Regions from separate parts of the Zea mays genome. Here regions 2 and 3 are each linked to region 1. A link is a contact called in public Hi-C and HiChIP or PLAC-seq data. All regions are on one chromosome and are shown on one strand. The core of a region is the stretch at or near the end of the contact, and the rest is flanking DNA. Distances in the headings are between cores, read along the strand shown. Region 1 holds the start of PPR10 (Pentatricopeptide repeat-containing protein 10, chloroplastic). Region 2 holds the start of LOC100278675. Region 3 holds the start of LOC103629684 (RNA-directed DNA polymerase (reverse transcriptase)).

Region 1 (4,164 bases), core at 241-2,740:
GTAGCCGGTGGGGCGGCGACGGCGGCGGCGGGCAGGAGGAAGAGGAACACGAGCGCGAGCAAGGAGGTGGTAGGAGCCATCATGCGTGCGCCGATACACGTACGTACGTACACGCGCAAGCACTGGTACCGCACGGCGTGTGGCACGTAGATATAGAGAGCGCGAGAGGAATTGGAGGACAGGAGGGGTTTAAGGTCTGGACAGTTAGAGTGAATCAGTGAAGACTGCAGATCTCACTCTCACAGTCCGATGACCACTTCTTCAGGCGCTGTCATGATGCATGCATGTTACCTTACATACAGGGGCAAGTTTGATCGTGCTAGTGGTCAGGAATGATTGTCATGACCAGGATTCTTGCCTATTTTTCATTGTACTGTCAATTTAGTAGAGAGTGAGAGAGAGAGAGAGAGAAAAGAGAGGGAATTATGATGCATTTGATCAGCTTTTGAAACCTGCTTCTCTGCCTAAAAAAATAGAAGATGAATAAAAAGGGTTTAGTTTTTCTGTAGCTACTTTGAAAAAGCATTTCGCTTGGACCCTACTTTTATTGCTTATCCAAATTCGTTATCTTAATAAATAGTAGTTGAACCAAATGCACCCTTAGCTAAGTTCCTAGTCTAAGAATGAGAATGGGCCTTCCCGGGTTTGGGGTGGGCTGACCTGACTAAGACAGGCATTTTGTGCTTCAGAGCCATATACTATTCGCATGAGCCTATGTTTGGTTGTCTGCATCCGTACATTCACCCAATACATCCGTATCTTATATTGCACAAGCTGAAACACATTCATGCGCAAATCAGATGTCATGTTGTCGCCAGCTGTAGCTTCAGCTTTTAGCTCGTGTGCTGATGTATAGTATAGCTCAACAAGCGGATAGATGCAAATAGATTGGTGTCTGGTCAGAAAAAAGGGGAAGAGCGCAAAACGGGAGTCGAGTATGTTTAGTTTAACTTTTTTTCGACTAGCTTTTTTGAATCTGGCCGTGAGAAGAACTGCTAGAAGTGAAGAGAATGTGGGTATCGTTACTTGCGGTAGAAAATGAAGATGTTCATAAGATTCACAAACTTTAGAAAGTAACTATTCTTACTATTACAACAACTTAGCTGATTATGTTTTATGTTGATTTTGATGAATTTAACTAAATTGGTTTTTATAGAAATTGGTTGAGAAGCTATAGGGCTTGTTCGCTGCGGCTTGCTGCGGCTGCGGCTTCTACAGTATTTTTCTCTCTATGGATTGCAGCTGCAGCAATCCAAACAGCTGCAACAGTGTCGGCTTGTAGCCAGCCGAACACGCCCATATCTTTGGTAGTAGCCGGAAGCTGAAAAAAGTGAAGGACCGACAGCGGGTGGTCAGAATCTGCCGGAGGCAGCAGATTTGCGCCACTCGATCAGGGATCGGTGCCACTGACTGATCCGATCAGGTCCAGACCTCTTCCATACCAAACAGCGGGGTGAGTCGCCTCGCCGGCCCTCCTCCCGCCAGCCAACTCCCCGTCCACCCGCTCCCGCCACCGTATCCGTAAACCCAATCCCCCATTTCCCCTAGGGGGCATGCTGCGCGCGGGCCTCCCCTCCACGCTCACCAGCTCGTAGCCGTTTCCTGCCGCTCCTGGCTCCTGCACCGAGCGGCAAACCCGCGCCGCCGCCGCCGCCGATGGAGGCCACCGGCAGGGGGCTGTTCCCGAACAAGCCCACCCTCCCGGCGGGGCCGAGGAAACGGGGCCCGCTCCTCCCGGCCGCGCCCCCGCCACCGTCCCCCTCCTCGCTCCCGCTCGACTCGCTCCTGCTCCACCTCACCGCGCCCGCCCCCGCGCCGGCCCCCGCGCCGCGGCGGTCGCACCAGACGCCGACGCCGCCGCACTCCTTCCTCTCCCCCGACGCGCAGGTGCTGGTGCTCGCCATCTCCTCGCACCCGCTCCCCACGCTGGCGGCCTTCCTGGCCTCCCGCCGCGACGAGCTCCTCCGCGCGGACATCACGTCCCTGCTCAAGGCGCTGGAGCTCTCGGGGCACTGGGAGTGGGCGCTCGCGCTCCTCCGGTGGGCAGGCAAGGAGGGTGCCGCCGACGCGTCGGCGCTCGAGATGGTCGTCCGCGCGCTGGGCCGCGAGGGCCAGCACGACGCCGTCTGCGCGCTGCTCGACGAAACGCCGCTCCCGCCGGGCTCCCGCCTCGACGTCCGCGCCTACACCACCGTGCTGCACGCGCTCTCCCGCGCGGGCCGGTACGAGCGCGCGCTCGAGCTCTTCGCCGAGCTCCGGCGCCAGGGGGTGGCGCCCACGCTCGTCACCTACAACGTCGTGCTGGACGTGTACGGGCGGATGGGCCGGTCGTGGCCGCGGATCGTCGCCCTCCTCGATGAGATGCGCGCCGCCGGGGTCGAGCCCGACGGCTTCACCGCCAGCACGGTGATCGCCGCGTGCTGCCGCGACGGGCTGGTTGACGAGGCGGTGGCGTTCTTCGAGGACCTCAAGGCCCGCGGCCACGCCCCGTGCGTCGTCACGTACAACGCGTTGCTCCAGGTGTTCGGCAAGGCCGGGAACTACACGGAGGCGCTGCGCGTGCTCGGGGAGATGGAGCAGAACGGCTGCCAGCCAGATGCTGTGACGTACAACGAGCTCGCCGGAACGTACGCCCGGGCTGGGTTCTTCGAGGAGGCTGCCAGGTGCCTGGACACAATGGCATCCAAGGGTCTGTTGCCAAACGCATTCACGTACAACACCGTGATGACAGCCTATGGGAATGTTGGGAAGGTGGATGAGGCGCTCGCTCTGTTTGACCAGATGAAGAAGACCGGGTTCGTGCCGAACGTGAACACGTACAATCTTGTCCTTGGCATGCTTGGCAAGAAGTCAAGGTTCACGGTGATGCTAGAGATGCTTGGAGAGATGTCGAGGAGCGGATGCACACCGAACCGGGTAACATGGAACACAATGCTTGCAGTCTGTGGGAAGCGTGGCATGGAGGACTACGTCACCCGGGTTCTGGAGGGGATGAGGTCTTGCGGGGTTGAACTGAGCCGAGACACCTACAACACCCTGATAGCTGCGTACGGCCGGTGTGGCTCGAGGACTAATGCCTTCAAGATGTACAACGAGATGACCAGCGCTGGATTCACCCCCTGCATCACCACGTACAACGCGTTGCTGAACGTGCTGTCGCGGCAGGGCGACTGGTCCACCGCCCAGTCGATCGTAAGCAAAATGAGGACCAAGGGGTTCAAGCCGAACGAGCAGTCGTATTCGCTGCTGCTCCAGTGCTACGCGAAGGGGGGCAACGTGGCAGGGATAGCCGCGATCGAGAACGAGGTGTACGGATCAGGTGCCGTTTTCCCAAGCTGGGTGATCCTGAGGACCCTTGTCATCGCCAATTTCAAGTGCCGGCGACTGGATGGCATGGAGACGGCGTTTCAAGAGGTGAAGGCCAGAGGCTACAACCCGGACCTCGTGATATTCAACTCCATGCTGTCCATCTACGCGAAGAACGGGATGTACAGCAAGGCCACCGAGGTCTTCGACTCCATCAAGCGGAGCGGGCTGAGCCCCGACCTCATCACCTACAACAGCCTGATGGACATGTACGCCAAGTGCAGCGAGTCGTGGGAGGCCGAGAAGATACTGAACCAGCTCAAGTGCTCCCAGACGATGAAGCCCGACGTGGTGTCCTACAACACGGTCATAAACGGGTTCTGCAAGCAGGGGCTGGTGAAAGAGGCCCAGAGGGTCCTCTCGGAGATGGTCGCCGACGGCATGGCCCCCTGCGCCGTGACCTACCACACGCTCGTCGGGGGTTACTCCAGCCTGGAGATGTTCAGCGAGGCCAGGGAGGTCATCGGCTACATGGTCCAGCACGGCCTCAAGCCTATGGAGCTGACCTACAGGAGAGTCGTCGAGAGCTACTGCAGAGCGAAGCGGTTCGAGGAGGCTCGCGGCTTCCTGTCCGAGGTCTCGGAGACCGACCTGGATTTTGACAAGAAGGCGCTCGAAGCCTATATAGAGGATGCGCAGTTTGGAAGGTAGAGAGAGGGAGAGTGGCTGTGCTAAGAGGTGGGCTTAGGTACAGTTCGTACGGTTTTCTTTGGTTACAGGCAACTGTCGGTTTGCAATTCGCTTGTTATATATATATGCTCAAGTTTTGATAGCCACATTCTGAAGCAAGTTTCGATC
Region 2 (4,126 bases), core at 583-3,082, 340 kb after region 1:
ATTTTGACTTGTTATGGATTCAAATCCACTCAATTCCGTCGTCCAATCTATATGGATTGTAATCGAAACGAACATGTCCTTAGAGTATGTTCGGTTTGATCTCAACCCGTATGAATTAGACAAGATTAAGTAAGTTTAAATAAAAAAGTTAAAAAAATTTCTTAATTTTTTTAATCTCATAAAATAATCCATATGGATTGAGAATAACCAAACAAGGTCTTAGCCAATTTCTTCAGAAATAATGCTCCACAAGAGCTACGGATGCACCGGCCTTTCCACATCGCTAGGCGTACATGCCAAGAACAAAGGCACACGACAGATGAGTAATTCAGACTGAAGTTAAGCAGCGCACCAAGCTCTGGGCAACCTAAGCTCAGAACTTCATATGAGAATGAAGCACCAGATGGCACAAGCCATATATAGGATACAGGAGTAGCGCGCTGTACATACCCAAACCAAACTGTACAGTAGGCAGGAAAGCGGCAAGCCCTTATACTACCTACACGCGATCCATTCAGGCCTGGGATGGGAGTCTCACACTCACGATCTTGGTAGGCCTCGCCTGGGAGGTGGACGACGACGTGCCATGGTCAGGACGATGTCCTCCTACTCGCCCATGGGAAACCAACCAGGAGTACCATTCCGTCGGCGATGCTGCTGCTGCCGCCGCCTCACCCCGGGGCGGCGCGGGGCGACCGGACGGGCCAGAGCGGCAGCCTCCAGACCGACGACGGTCGCTTCCGCCGCGGCGGCTTCGGCAGCGCGCCGGCCGCGGCCTCCTTCTCCGAGCTCAGCATGTTCCACATCACCTGCACGTCCTGGTACCCGCAGGTCTGCACGTCCCGGTGGAGGCTCAGGACGCCACCACACTCTGCATTGCTCCAATTTGTTTGGGAAAAGATTAGGGTGGGGGAAAAGGATTAAGAGATTACTTATTTTTTACTGCTCAAATCAAAACTTCAGTAAAAAAATCAAAACTTGAGGTTAAAAAAAAAGAGATTATTCCGGTGAGGGGAGATGAAAGATCGGACGATGAGCCACAAGAATCGCGAAGGGGATTGGGTGGTCCACGGTCTAGTTGGCTGCGTACACTGACTCCACTCCAGACGGGCGGTTGGGACTTGGGAGCGAGATAGATAGCAAGCATATCATGGATCTTGGCGCCCAGGGACCATTACCCCATCGCCTCAAATAATTTGTTTGTTTGTTGTGATCTATTTTTTTTTCATCTCTCTCCTTTTGTTGCTGTGTCGAGAAACAAGGTAAAGTTTTTTTGTTGCGTTCTACTGCTGCAGTAGATCTGCTGCCGACGTTGCAAGCAGTTTCGTGCTCGTCGCCCAAAAAAGCATACACCACCAATTCTATGAAAAAAGAGCTCCAAAAGCTTCCGATGGCGTTGTGCGAATCCTTAAAAACGTGGCTAGTGGCTTCGCGTTCGCGCAGGAGATTCGTGTCATGACTAATAAGCTTCTGCTCGAACGAACACGGTTACGCCGCTGCCGTGCGGTGCGTGCCGTGCATAGGAACTGAGAAGGAAGCTAGAAGGCCTGCTTACCGCCCTTGCGGACGCGCGCGCGCGCGGCGGCGACGGCGACGGCGAGCCAGGCGCGGCGCACGGACGCGACCACCCTCGCGCGCCACCAGGCCATGACGCGCGTCCCGATCTGCTGCTGCTGCTGGTGGTGGCGCCGCCGCCTACCCGCCGGCGCACGGCTCGGCTGGCCGCCGCCACCGCCGCTGCCTTTGCTTATATCTGACCGACCGGAGCCGATCGGTCTCTCGCGAAGCACTAGTACTACTAGCACTACCTTTGCCCCGCCTGCCTGCCTGCCACTGCCGACAGAGTAGTAGAGCGTTTTTATATGGCTTGGGATCTACAGGTTTCCTCAACCATTTGGCATTTGGGGTCAGCTGCTACGTTGTTGAGTGAGTGTACAGTACAGTACAGCTTGACCTATACTCTTTTTTTTTTTGTATAGCAGATGAGAGTGTTTCACATGAATCTTTCAGAGCAGAATTTCGCATCTCCGTTCTCGCGATCGGGCGAGGATCCTCTAGGTGCTGGCTCACAGGCGTCAAACCACTGCTGTGGCGTAAAATGTCGCCAAAGTGCTCCTGCCGTGCGTGCAAACGCAACGTCAAGAACCATCATGTGCCTGTCTGCGCAGGACTAGAGGACTGTGCATCCAAGTTCCACATCAAGTTCTTCAAGAAAAGAAAAGAAAAGCTGGAAAATCCATCTACGTACGTACGCACGTACGTTTCGTTTCGTAGTAGTAGCTCCAGTTGGCGAGCGGAAAGGCGTGACATTTTTCACACTGCCTGTGAACTGTTGACTTCCACACACAGCTGAACGATGGGTAGGTTTCTGGAACTGGATCGGAGGGAGTGGTGCTGTGCTGTTCTCTGTTCATGCCCGTACCGACGCCCACAAGGCTTCACCCCCGCTCGGCCGCCCCCCGGCGTATCCGATGTGAAGATGGCTTGCCGGAAATGAGGCCACCAATTATTGCCCATATCATTGGTAACTAGCTAGATAAGTAGTACTCCCTCGATTTCGTTTTAGTTGTCGCTGGATAGTGCAAAATTGAACTATCCAACGACAACTAAAAAGAAACAGAGAAAGTATGTAGCAATCTTTGCTGCAGATGAAGCGACGGCGGCACGGCAGACGGCACTGAGGAGTTGCTGTAGATTTGAAGCGACGATATGGGCCAAGATCTCCCCGCCCGCTAGCTGTCCTCGTCGACGGCATGGCATGGTGGACCAAGGTGCCCTGCGCATTAGGGCATGTATGTTTATGTTTAATGTATAGATTCTCGAGGTGTTTAAAGAAATATTTGCAAAAAAAAAAACGTTAAGGAGAGACGTCTTTGGCTCCTAAACCAAGTATCAACAGACGACTCACATTTCCCACTGTACGAATTTGTTATCTGTTCTATCAATCCGATGTTATACAAACACATTTATTTCTATATTTATTAATGGACTATATTTATAGACACCTCATTATATAATATAGTCTTTTAGTTGTCTCTTGTACTTAATAGCCGTTTTGATGTCTGTACACTATAAATGCCCTTTGGCTGCTGCCTGGCGGAGCAAATAAATATGCTGTTCTCGGTTCCATGGACCAGATCCTCTTCCCCCATATGCCTGAAATGTGAGGGAGCGAGAAGCAGAAAACCACATGGCTATGGATATATTGCGGCAGTTGCTCATCTGGTACTATTGGTTCCATATATTTATCCTATGCATGAGCTGTACAGCCATCACATGCATCAGCTAAAACTGTTCAGCACCCAGAATACCCAGATAAACTATTCAACCATAATTCGGACGCCTTTTATATCCAGTATTTCTATTGGGGAGGAAACAAATCCTTTCAATGCTTATCCAGAATGCAGAAAATGACAATGTCAAGGAGTTCTAGGCTACGTAATCAGCCAACAAGGAGACAAGCAGACAGGCCCTGCCTGCATGAATCATTTCAACATGATTGGAAATCTGACGATAGTGGGAACATCCCATCCAATAAGATAGTAAAACCTACATACCAGTGTGCTCTTCATCATACTGATAGGATCAAACCGCTTGCTGCTGATGTAGCTACCAATTTTAAAGGCGGTCCATTATACAGATAACAGGGACAAAAGGTACCTACCTCTACCTGACCATCATGCATACTCGCTGCTATGATACTGAGCAATTGGCAAGTCAGGCCACGCAGATAGAGAGAAAGAGAGACACTGCATTTGTGAATGGATTGTTTCTATACAACTGAATTGTTTGTGAAGCAAGTCCATTGCAATAACAAACTTGAGAGCTTTAATCTAATAGTAGAAGCAAAAGCAATATCTATGACTGAAAAGCATCTAGGTCTAGTTGAGGTTCAGTGATTAATGATAATATTATATTATTGTGACTAACACGTGTTTTATAAAAACAATGTAAGTTAGGTTATAACAATAGAGATTAATTGGGCTTATGTGTTTTTTTATGCATCTATTGATAGAAATCAATTGATTGTCGGTTTTAAAAGCATGAGCGAGAAGATTAAGGTTAGGCTAGTTCTAAATGTCAATAGAGTTGTTGAACACTTAGTGCAATGAATGATAGTCCTTTG
Region 3 (4,355 bases), core at 1,274-3,773, 470 kb after region 1:
ACAGTCTTGACCATCTTGAAGTTACGGCAACAGCAGAAGAAATCTAGCCACCTCCTCCCTACGCCAGCATACCATTTGATGATATCTGCATCATCCAAACAGAGAAGTAGCTTAATTGGCCGTGGCCGGCCCATGGAATTTGTGAATCCAGCAAGCTTTACCTCCTTCCTTACAAGATCTATCGGCACATTGGCCCTCATCTTAAGCTCTGTCAAGTCCTCGACAATCCGTTTCTCATATTGTTCCTCTTCTTCCTCCTCAGCTAGAATCTCCTCTTCTTCTGTCAGGTCATGACCTTTCATGGGCATCAAAAACTTGTCGATTGTCTCTTGAAATTTATCATATGAGTCCACCAAAGCAGGTGGCAATTGATCTCTCACCCTGTTCAATGACAAGAAATCACCTGATGCTAGCAGTCGGTGCCAATATCGGCAATGCTCACGTGATTCGAAGTATTCGGCCACTGTCTCCTCTGCCCAGTCCCTGAACACTTGCTGCACCTCTTTCTCGATCCGGAAATCAAATTCAAACTCCTCGCCCCTCCTCATCCTCTTGGACAAGTGGTTCAGTATCTTCAAGCCAAGCTTCTTCCGCCTCGTCTCCCGTGCATTTTTCAGCTCCTGCGCCTTTTCCGCCTTCATCTTCAGATACTTCTTCCTTGCTCTCTTTGCTTTCTCTGACATGGGTGGGTGCAACACTGACGGTGGCACAGCTTGGAATTCTATCCCCAGGAACTCAATCTTCTCTGATACAGCGCTGTGGATTGAGCTCCCCAATCTGTCCACCCTCACCTCTAAATCCCTCTCCAAGACTGCAATTATCCTGTTCCTGATCTCAATTGTGAGCATCTTCGACCCGGACGTCACAACCAGAATATCATCTAGATATCGAATCGCATATACTCTCACAGGTGTATGCCGAACGCTGTCATCTTTCATTCTAGGATGTTTTTTGTGCACTTCCTCACGGAGGGCCATTATCTCTCCATCCACACGATTGAAGAATATGTTCACTAGCGTGCTAGTGAGCTCTGATTCCTGTGGCAGCCCGCGTCCGAGCTCGCAACCACCAAGCTCAAATGCGACCGCATCAGAGACGAACAGTTCGTTCAGGAACTCCAGGAACCCGGGATCATCGACCTTACTGGAGATGGCACCGAGCAGACGGCAAACGTGGCGAGGGGCGAAGGGCTGCCGCGGGATGGCGACACGGAAGAACCAGGACGCGCTGGGAATGGACTTGAGGTATCGGACAGCTGTGTGGCGGCCGCGGTAAGCGAAGGTGGCTGCGCGCGGGGCGAACACGGCGTCGAGGACGGAGGCGGCGCAGCGCAAAGCGAGGCGGAGCGGTAGCGTGGGGACGGGAAGCGGCTGGCCCTTGATGCGGGACGGGAGGAGGAGGCGGAGGTGGGATGATGGGGATGAGAACGCGGCGGCAGCGGCGGCAATGGTGATTGGTGGGGGCTGGGGCGGGACGGGGAGGGATGGGTGCGCGCGGTGGCTTAGGTGGAGCGCGCAGGAGAGGAGGACGGAGGGGTGCGAGAGGAGGGGGAGAAGAGAGTGGAAGCGGTGGCTGGAGGCAGAGTAGTGACAGCGGCGGAGGAGTTGCTCGAGGTCCGCGGCCGAGAGCGGCGGCGCAGCGGGTGGAGTGGCAGCGGGAGCGTTGGAGAACGCGCGGGGTGTGGGGATGATGAAGAAGTGGCACACGCGGGTGTGGGCGAGGCGGTGGAGCATGAGCGGCGTGTAGATGGAGAAGGTGGACGTGCTGCTCGCTGCGGCGGCCGGGCGGGAGGAAGGTCCGATCGCTGCGCGGCTGCGTCGACAGGGAAGGGATGAGGGACCGTAGCGCGCGATTTGGGCCGAACAATGAGAACGGGCCGACGCGCGAGCACGCGGCAGCGTGCGCAATTTGGGCTGAGCAGTGAGAACGGCCCGACTATCGTGCATGGGGCAGCCTTGTTTAGGTTAAGTAACCCTAGTTAGGGTTATGTGGACAAATATCTGCTTTATCTCTGAGGGGTTTCACATCTCTATATAAGGAACTTGTACACCACCTCATAATACAAAGAAGAGAAAGAGGCCAATGGCCCAACACTATATCCTGTGTCTCGTGTGTTACTCTGTCGTGCTTCTGGGAAGGGAGACGGGTTCTCTACAGCTTCTTGTGCCTCTACTGCTGACGGGAGGGAAGGGAGCAGATCTGGTGATCTGCGGCAACGTAGTTCTCAACACGTTATCAGCACTGCTCTACCCCGACTCGTGGATCCTATCGGCACCGACTCTCCGTCACGCCGGCAGGTCCCGGCCTTGCCGAACTGTCCTACGCGACAGGCTTCGTTCCCGTTTGTCGAACCAGGAATCACGGTATGAAATTTTGAGTGGATCTGCAATTTACTGTTCATCGCGTATATCGCTTGTGAGCCCGTATGCATGCTGCCTGTCAGATCTGATGGCGGCTCGACCGCCCACTAGCCCAGCGAGTAGATCCAGCGGCGGGCCGCCCTCAAGCCCCAGGCCCCAGCGCACAGATCCTCCATGCGGCGACTAGGACACTCCCTGGTGGAGTAGGGGTGGCTCTGGTGGCTGGGCGGTTAGAGACGGAGAAAAAAATAGGCTTGCATGGCTTTTGGGCGATTAACGTTTCCTTGCATGGCGGTTAGAGTCGTGTCTTGCATGGCGGTTGACTTTCTTAGAAAAAAAGAGGAAAGCTAATTTGTGTCATGCAACGACTTGCTTGTGGGCTTCACCATGGCTGGCCGCATGCGGATATGAATTTGCAGCCGTACGAAGCCTATGCGATGGTGCACATGGAGCCTATGTGCCTGTACTGCTGTACCGTTAGCCTATGAAAGATGGAGATGGCGTGGGCGTTTCCCACGAGCGGGTCCTTCGCGTGGACCATTTCTTTCCTCTCCATTTTGGCTAGATAAGATCGAGGTCGATTTTCCATGGGGCTTCTTCCTGGTCGCGAGGCTGCATGGCCGTAAACAAACGTGCGTGCTTGCACAGCGGTTCAAAGAAATAAAAAGGGCTATGGCAGCTTGTTGGTTGAAAAAAGTAAAATAATAGACTTATAACTCAGGGCCTTACGATTTTCCAAAAAAAAACCTTTTAGATTAATCAAGTTTGGTATAATTTATCTATTCTATTTACTTACTGTTATAAATAACAAATAGAATGAAGCATGTTTTATGTTACAATTTCTACCTTATTTAATTATTTCCTGTAGTAAATAATTAGCAAAAAAATAATATATGCTTCAAAATGAGAAAATACCTTTTTGCACTCGATGTGTTTATGTTCGTGTATTAATTTCGGTATTATTTTCTGTTTTATTTCCTGTAGTAAATAGCAGAAAATTATTTGAAATACATGTGGTTATACTACGCATAAATCAAATTGCTCTAAGTATTTGTGTCGCTTTGAGCTTTCGGACTCACATTGAGCAATTAAATTGTATAATGGGTACTCAGACATGCCGAACAGACTGCGTTGTTAATTGACTGAGTTATGACATTGGCTGCGTCATGTGATTGCTATGCCGTAGTCTCGCTTAATCGGACCGCTCCTGTTGAGTCGGACCGCCATCGTCGAGTCACACATTTTTCGTATGCCCTGCAGGCACTGTCCGTCTGTCATGATCATCAAGCCACAGTTGCACCTGTTGTGCACGTTGTGTGGACTTATTGTGTACCCCGACTACCGAGCCACAATTGCGCTTGTTGCGCTTGTTATAAAGGCTTGTTGTATTGTTGTTGCACTGATGGCCACACATACGTTGACGCCAGAACGCTAGAGTTTGTACTTGCGTGGATTGTGGTGTGTCGTTCAAGCCCCTAAAGTCACATTATGCGCAACCTTCGTAAACAATTTTGTTTTCACTCTATATTTTGTTTGATTGTGTTGTGTGGCATCGTATATTTATATATATCGCCAAGTGGCCATAACAACTATATTAAATCTGGGAAATTAAATCGAAATACAATGAAACACAGATAGGTTAAATCTCTGCTCTCTCCTACTGCATAAAGTTTTACCCGAAGTAACCTGAAGAAATTCAATATTAATGCATGAAAGCCTTTTTTTGGCACAGAAAACATCACAAATTGAAATTTTATTAGTAAGCAATAAGACCTTGTCAGATGAATAAATGCTAGAATCTCAGTCATACATTGCTCAACCAGATGTTGGCACATTGCTATTTGTCGCTGAATGGCATGAAGCGAACTTTGAGATAAATGGCTAGTACTTTAGCAACACGAAGTTGCGAGTACATCGAAAGGTAATTCTGAGATTTTTTTTACAATGTTTGTGTGAAAAACCATTGTGTGTTCCCGTCAAACTACTTTACTCGTC

The links. A called contact is a pair of places that touch in the nucleus more often than the background predicts. HiChIP or PLAC-seq counts read pairs in DNA pulled down with a chosen protein or histone mark.
Region 2: a contact with region 1 is called in a Hi-C map of leaf, with 6 times the contacts expected there. The contact joins the promoter of LOC100278675 here to the promoter of PPR10 in region 1. A contact is called at or near these places in 2 of 25 Hi-C or Micro-C datasets (both in leaf) and 1 of 3 datasets of contacts at active chromatin or transcription factors (leaf).
Region 3: an H3K4me3 HiChIP or PLAC-seq map of leaf shows a contact between it and region 1, with 5 times the contacts expected there. The contact joins the promoter of LOC103629684 here to the promoter of PPR10 in region 1. A contact is called at or near these places in 6 of 25 Hi-C or Micro-C datasets (ear, leaf, root tip and 1 more) and 1 of 3 datasets of contacts at active chromatin or transcription factors (leaf).

Annotation. Positions count from the first base shown.
Region 1 is chr6:105,116,993-105,121,156 of Zm-B73-REFERENCE-NAM-5.0, reverse strand. PPR10 (Pentatricopeptide repeat-containing protein 10, chloroplastic) reads left to right here and starts at 1,490. Exons shown (of 1, transcript NM_001163740.1): 1 at 1,490-4,138. The coding sequence starts at 1,657. The coding sequence ends at 4,017. It overlaps LOC103629688 (fasciclin-like arabinogalactan protein 14), which reads right to left and starts at 175. Exons shown (of 1, transcript XM_008650802.4): 1 at 1-175. The coding sequence starts at 83.
Region 2 is chr6:104,775,426-104,779,551 of Zm-B73-REFERENCE-NAM-5.0, reverse strand. It overlaps LOC100278675, which reads right to left and starts at 1,832. Exons shown (of 2, transcript NM_001151874.2): 1 at 1,556-1,832; 2 at 362-871. The coding sequence starts at 1,649. The coding sequence ends at 672.
Region 3 is chr6:104,650,849-104,655,203 of Zm-B73-REFERENCE-NAM-5.0, reverse strand. LOC103629684 (RNA-directed DNA polymerase (reverse transcriptase)) reads right to left here and starts at 2,523. Exons shown (of 3, transcript XM_020539364.1): 1 at 1-2,523. The coding sequence starts at 1,946.